2 separate regions of the Capsicum annuum genome follow, and region 1 is linked to region 2. A link is a contact called in public Hi-C data. All regions are on one chromosome and are shown on one strand. The core of a region is the stretch at or near the end of the contact, and the rest is flanking DNA. Distances in the headings are between cores, read along the strand shown.

Region 1 (3,638 bases), core at 238-2,737, 67 kb after region 2:
ATAACTTAATACACGTGTAGTTATTGCAACTTTGAATGTCACCCTTGTTCTTATATAAAGGAATCATCATGCTTCATCTCCACGCCTTAGGCATCTTTGCGGACTTGAAAATGTCGTTAAACAAGTTGGTCAACCACCTTAACCCTTCCTCGCTAGAAAAATTTCAAAAATCTACCGGAATCTCGTTGGGCCCCGACGCCCTGCCCCTTCGCATCTTGTGAATAGCCTCCCTGACCTCCTCTACCTTAAAACGCCGATAATAGCTAAAATCGCGACACTCCCTGGTGTGCTCCAACTCCCCTAACATAACACCTTTGTCCCCCTCATCATTCAAGAGTCTATGAAAATACGACTGTCATCTATTCTTAATAAGGGCGTCCTCCACCAATACTCTGTCATCCTCCCCCTTAATGCACTTCACTTGATCCAGATTCTGACTCTTCTTTTCCCTAGCCTTGGCAAGCCTAAACAGCCTTTTTACCCCGTCTGTCTCCTCTAACCCCTTATACAAACTCTCAAAAGATATTGTCTTAGCAGCTGGAACTGCTAGCTTAGCCTCCTTTTTAGTAACTTATACCCCTCCCTGCTAATCTGCCTCTCTTCTCTATTCATACTCTCCAGCAACTTAACATAAGTTGTCTTCTTTGTCTCCACCTTCTTCTTAACATCTTCATTCCACCACCAATCCCCCTGATACCGGCCAGACCAGCCCCTCGAGACACTCAACACCTCTCTAGCAGACTCTTTGATGTCACCCGCTGCCCTATCCTACATACTATCCACGTCCCCCCTACACTCCCAAACCCTCATCCCTTCCAACTTCGCCCCTATCTCCAAGGTACTAACTAGAGTCAGGCCACCCCACCTAACTCTAGGTCGACCCTCCCCACCCCATCTCTTCTTGCCCTTTTTGAGAACCAAGTCCATCACCAGAAGCCTATGTTGGGTCGCAAGATTCTCATTCGGAATTACCTTACAATCCTTACACATTGCCTTATCCCCCTTCCTATGCAGCAAAAAGTCGATCTGAGTCTTGGCTAGCCTACTAGGGAAAGTAACCAGATGCTCCTCCTTCTCCGAAAAGCTGAAATTCATTACCACCAACCCAAAGGCCCTCGCAAAATCTAAAAGAGCAGCTCCCTCAACATTCCTATCCCCGAACCCGAAGCCTCCATGCACGTCATCCTAACCCATCGGCAAAGACCCGATGTGCCAATTGAAATCCCCTCCTATGAAAATCTTCTCCGAACTAGGTACGCCTCTTACCGCCTCGTCCAAAACCTCCCAAAATCTCTTCTTCTCCTCCTTGACCAGGCCCGCTTGAGGCACATACGCACTATAGATATTCAAAGTAAACCCCCCAAAGACCAACTTGATAGTCATCACCCTATCACTAACCCTTTTAACCTCCACTACCTGCCCCCTAAGCTCCTTGTCCACTAAGATACCTACGTCTCTCACTACCAGAGTACCACAACTTGTACCCATCTACATCCCTAACCTTAGAATCTACCCACTTGGTCTCCTGAATACACACAATATTGATCCTTCTCTTCCTAAGAATTTTTACCAATTCTATCAACTTACCTTGAAGGGTCCTTATGCTCCACGACCCTACCCTCAACCTATCATCTCTCATATCCCCTCCCTTAAAACTTCGCACTCCGCCTTTCAAACCTAACCCAACACCGGACCCCTACCCCACCCCACCCCACCCCCCGGACATGACCCTACTCCACCATTAGTTACTACTTTTAAGATTTGGACATATCTTACCAAGCCATTCTTTAATCTTACTAGATTAAAACCATTTGTCTTATGCACTTAAAAACTTTTCTTATAAATCTTTTATTGATACACTGTTCTAGATTCAAATCTTTTATTAAATTTTCTCATATTTACCCGGCTAGCCGTCTTTTTTCTCTTCAATAGTTGTCAAGTGCGAATTTGATTAATTTTGATTTTCTTAACTTTTTCAAATAACATTACACATAAGAATTACTTAAATACAAGGATAATAATATGAAAGGAAAATGTAACTGGACTCTCTAAATACTATTTTGACCATTTGAACGTCCTTAATTAGTATATTTCGATGCAAAAAGTATTACGTGTTAGTAAAAGCTAAGAATAATGACCTTAGCTATTGAGGAAAAATAAAATTCTCTTAACTGGAATGCTGGTTCACTCTTCCTATAACAATGAACTGGAGTAATTGCATTGATGATGTCGATGGTATTTTATACTCTCAAAAATAATGCGATATGATAGATGACATTTCTTTTATTATTAAACAGAAGTCGCATTGCATGTTTGAACTTTAATAATGAACAAAATTCTGATTAAAAAAAAATACTTTCTTAATCATATATTCATATTAGTGAGTATATTTTATTTTCTGAAAAGGTCATTGGCTTATTAGGAGTGCAATCGTGTCACCAAATATGTGGAAATCCCCTTGACGTCTCACGAGCCACTGAAGAACCGCAACAAATAAACACTACAATTCTTCGTTAACGACTACAGTTATGTTACCTACGCCTTTCACTATCTATTTTCCCCGTTTAGTCATGAAAATTAATTTTTGAAATTAAAGTTGAAAAATTCATGATCAAGTACAACGTGTTTTTACTAAAGTAAAATAATTTTCTTAAAAATAAAATAAAATATTTCTATGATCAAACGGCTACTTAAAAAGAACAGTCTATTTTTTAAATTTATTTCAAAAAGAATAATTCCTTTTTAGAAAAATACTTTAATTTTTATTCATGTGGTATATTTAATACCATAAATTTAAAAAATATTTTAATATATTTAATATAATTTTAATTTAATATCACAAATTTTAATATATTTTTTTATTTTCTTAAACAACGGTAATATTTTTAGGCGGAGGGCTTAGGTCCTTTAATCCATTTGACTCTCCGAAATGTTGCCCTTTATATTCGTCCCTTACAATAAATAGGCCTTACGCATCGCCACCATTCTCTTCATTCCTTCTCCGCGTTGAGTTATGAGCTCTATATTTCACCCTTTGTTTCTTCCTTAATTACCATTCTACTACTCTGGTTATGATCGCCGGAAAACTCTGTGCCAGCCTAACGGTAGCCGTTCCTCCTCTTCTTTTCCGCCTTTTTCTACTATTCTCTGTATAAATAAACCGATATTTCTATACTGAGATGGCATCTCCGAGAGGTCACCGGAGAGTAATCGAGGAGAAGAACAGGCTTAAGGGAAAGTTGTCGGAGAAATCCATGTCGTTTCAAGGATATATCTCAGGAAGCACTTCAGAGTTGTATCGAATGCCTAGGACTGCTCCGGACTTGTTTTCAGGCAAGGGATCGATCGCCGGCTCTCCGATGGAGTTTCAAGTTAAGCCGAAGTTAACAAAGTTACTGTTGAATGTGACGATTCAGAGGAGCTTAGGGCCACTTCAGGTGCTGATATCACCGGAATCAACTGTACATGATCTCATCGCCGCTGTTGTACGGCAGTACTCAAAGGAAGGAAGACGTCCGGCACTTTGCTCAACCGATTTCTCCCGTTACGATCTTCATTACTCCCAGTTTAGCTTAGCCAGTAAGATCCGTTCGATTACTTTAACTTCAATATTCAGTCGTTGAATTTCCTTGTTTTAT
Region 2 (3,471 bases), core at 299-2,798:
TATTATTCTCCATGGTGACTTAGATAAAGAAATTTATATGGAGAAGCCCAAAGTTTTTAAAGTCAAGGAAAAAGAGAATTATGTTTGCAAATTGAAGAAGAACTTGTATGGTTTGAAACAAGCTCCTAGGCAGTGGTACAGGAAGTTTGGTTCCTTTATGAGTCAGCAGGGCTTCAAGAAGACTACTTCAGACTATTGTGTTTTTGTGCAAAAATTCTCTAATGGTGACTTTATTATTCTGTTGTTTTATGTTGATGACATGTTTTTTGTTGGTCATAATACTTGCAGGATTCAAAAGTTGAAGCAAGAGTTGAGTAAATCTTTTTCTATGAAAGACTTAGGACCAGCAAAGCAGATTCTTGGCATGCAGATTATCCGTGACAGGAAGGCCAAGAAGTTGTGGTTATCACAAGAGAAGTACATTCAGAAAGTACTTCGAAGGTTCAACATGGATAAGGCTAAGGTCGTCAGTACACCTTTAGCTATGCACTTCAAATTGAGCACGAAACAGTGTCCTTCCAGTGATGATGAGAAGGAAGATATGAAGAAAGTTCCTTATGCTTCAGCCGTTGGTAGTTTGATGTATGCAATGATTTGTACAAGACCGAATATTGCTCATGTTGTTGGTATTGTTAGCCGTTTTCTTTCTAATTCGGGAAGAGAACATTGGAATGCGTTAAAGTGGATTATGAGATATCTTTGTGGCACTTCTAGTCTGAGTTTGTGTTTTGGTACAGGGAATCCTATTCTTTGTGCTTATACTGATACAGACATGGCTGGTGATGTTGATACTGACAAGTCTACTTCAGGGTATTTGGTTACTTTTGCAGGGGGAGCTATGTCTTGGCAATCTAGGTTGCAAAAATGTGTTGCTCTATCTACTGCAGAAGCTGAGTTTATTGCTGTTGTTGAAGCTTGTAAAGAATTGCTTTGGATGAAGAGATTCTTGGGGGAACTTGGTTGTGCTCAAGAGAGGTATGTGCTTTATTGCGACAGTCAAAGTGCCATACATCTTGGCAAGAATTCTACATTTCATGGTCGGTCTAAACACATTGATGTGAGATATCATTGGATTCGGGATGAGTTGGATTCTAAGTTGCTTGAACTTGAGAAGATTCACACGGATGAAAATGGTTCCAACATGATGACTAAAGCTTTGCCAAGAGGAAAGTTTAAATATTGTTGCATGATCGCCGGGATGGCGGTCTCCTCCACATAGTCGAGAGGGGGAGAATTGTTGGGTCATGGGCCTTTGTCCCTTCCTATGTGGATAAAATGTAGCCCAATTTATTGGACCAGCCCACTTTTCCCATAGCCCAATTATATGAGGCATATATATTGACCTTTTCAGGTCTTATTCTGAACATACACAGAAAAATATTCTGCAGCCACACAAAAAAAGGATCAGAGAGTGCAAATTTTCGCCCAGAAAATTCAGCCACAACAGTCATCTTTAAACTGCGATTCCCACTTCGTTTCTTGTCCGATTGAGCTGATTTTTGGAATGCATGTTCCTCTCATCTCGATCTTTGATTAGGAATTAGCAGAGCTTGATTTGGTGGCCTGTAGCTCCTGTTTTTCATCTCTGAACAGCATCTACGTTTTTGGTATTTGTACTCCTTTTACTCTCTTGTTTTGGTGTTGTAGTGTATGTATTGTTGCTTGTTGTTTGGCACTTGTTTTGGTGGCCATTTTGGAGAACAATATTGTAACAATTTGGTTGTGATTATAGTGGAGGTTTTGGTCCCGTAGTTTTTTACTCTTCACACTGAAGGTTTTCCACGTAAATCTTGTGTCTTGTGTGATTGCCTTTATTCTTGTCTTGTTTCGTTTTGGTTGAGTTACCTGCTGCCCCATATCATTATTTTGCTTGGTTTGCTTATCTCTTTTTGGTTCAAGTTAAAAGGAAAAGTTTAATGTTGATATTTTTCGCTGCTACCCTGTCGGGCTCTTTAATTGTGTGTCCGTGTTTCCAAACAAAATTTATCCTGCATGAATCCAATTTATTAGCGATCAATACAAAAATAACGGTTAATGATGATGAGGAGTACTCTTGCATAGTTGATAAAGTGGAAGATGTAATCAGGAGACACGAATTTAAAGTGTGAAAACAATCTCTAACAAATATTATATAATATAAAACTATGTACAGCTTTTTCCTGAACTCCATGCATCATAGCGAGAGTTTTGAAACCCCAAACTGCTATTTAATAACGACGACTAATGATAGAATAAAAGAATCAAGTAGTGGATCGTGCGTTAGACAGGTAGACAAATCTATGTTTCATGCAAATAAAATCTAAAAGAGAAATATAAAAAAGTGGAAGCACTGGGAAGGTCAAAGCAGCTCAAAAAAATTCTGTGTCCACTAATTTGCCTCCTTGTTCCACTACCCAAAATCTCACTTTTCCACCATCTTCACATGTCATTCAGTAATGCTGTCTAATCACTGTAAAACTCTTTTTGCTAGCTCAATAATTAATTGACAGATTTTATTTATAGTATATACTTAACGGTGTAAGTAATTTACCTTTATTGCGATTAATTAGTACTATATGTAGAACTTTTCACTTAATACGTGCAACGAGAGTTACTTGTATTTATTTGGCAAAACTCATACGCAGCCTCTTTAAGTATGCATTATTTTTCACTTAAATATTTTAGGTGGACATTGTTTCATTTTGACACTTCAATTAGGTATAAAGTGTGTCACTTTGGTACCTTTTGTTGAATCAGCAAATTTATATTGTGTGCGTTATTACACGCACCTGATGATGTTGAAAGTGATAAATAATACGCCAACACGTGTCATTTTTTTAAAAAATAATTTTTAAATTATTAATTAATTTTTTTCAAAAAAAAAATCAATAATTACCCTTTTCCCCAATAATTAATTTTAAATAAAAAATACTCAAATAATTTATGAATAATTAATTTAAATAAAAAATACCCCCTTCCCCTAACCTACCCACCCCACCAACCTTCTTCTTCAAACACCCCACCCACCCACCCCATCAGTCCGCCCACCCACCTCCACCCCACCAGTTCACCCATCTCGCCGCCCCTCCAACCCCACCAGTCAATTTTTAATTTTTTTAATTGATTTTATTTGATTTTAATTTTTCTTCATGGATTTAGCTTTATTGTTTAATTTCTTTCATAAATTTTGCTTCGATTTTCGATTTTTCTTCACTGATTTTTCCTGGTTTTATGCGTTGATTTTAATTTTTTTTATTGATTTTGTTTGAATTCAATTTTGTTCACTGATTTAGCTTTATTTCTTAAGCATTCTTATTTCTTATAATTAAGCATTCTTATTTCTTGATTTAATCATTCTTGTTTTTTTATTTCTTCTTTCATAAAAGAAATAAGATTCTTGATTTGACCATTTTAGCATAAGGATGTGTTAAGGAAAAATATGATGGTAAGTTAATAGATTGAAGAAAGAAGAAGAAGAATTAAAATTACGAA

Evidence for each region. Hi-C and Micro-C count contacts between places; a contact is called where the count stands out from the background.
Region 1: a contact with region 2 is called in a Hi-C map of leaf, with 3 times the contacts expected there. The contact joins the promoter of LOC107873847 here to the enhancer-like site in region 2. A contact is called at or near these places in 3 of 5 Hi-C or Micro-C datasets (bud, leaf and placenta).

Annotation. Positions count from the first base shown.
Region 1 is chr6:219,784,784-219,788,421 of UCD10Xv1.1, forward strand. It overlaps LOC107873847, which reads right to left and starts at 1,488. Exons shown (of 4, transcript XM_016720782.2): 1 at 1,267-1,488; 2 at 805-1,185; 3 at 615-690. The coding sequence starts at 1,488. It overlaps LOC107874648, which reads left to right and starts at 2,892. Exons shown (of 2, transcript XM_016721409.2): 1 at 2,892-3,579. The coding sequence starts at 3,180.
Region 2 is chr6:219,717,608-219,721,078 of UCD10Xv1.1, forward strand. No RefSeq gene overlaps it. Among protein-coding and RNA genes, the nearest start is that of TRNAL-AAG, 7.3 kb to the left of the region's middle. Within about 2 kb of position 1,549, at least 1 of the 5 cell types and tissues checked has an H3K27ac peak or open chromatin away from gene starts, as enhancers often do. A contact at or near this core is called in leaf, where this site is marked.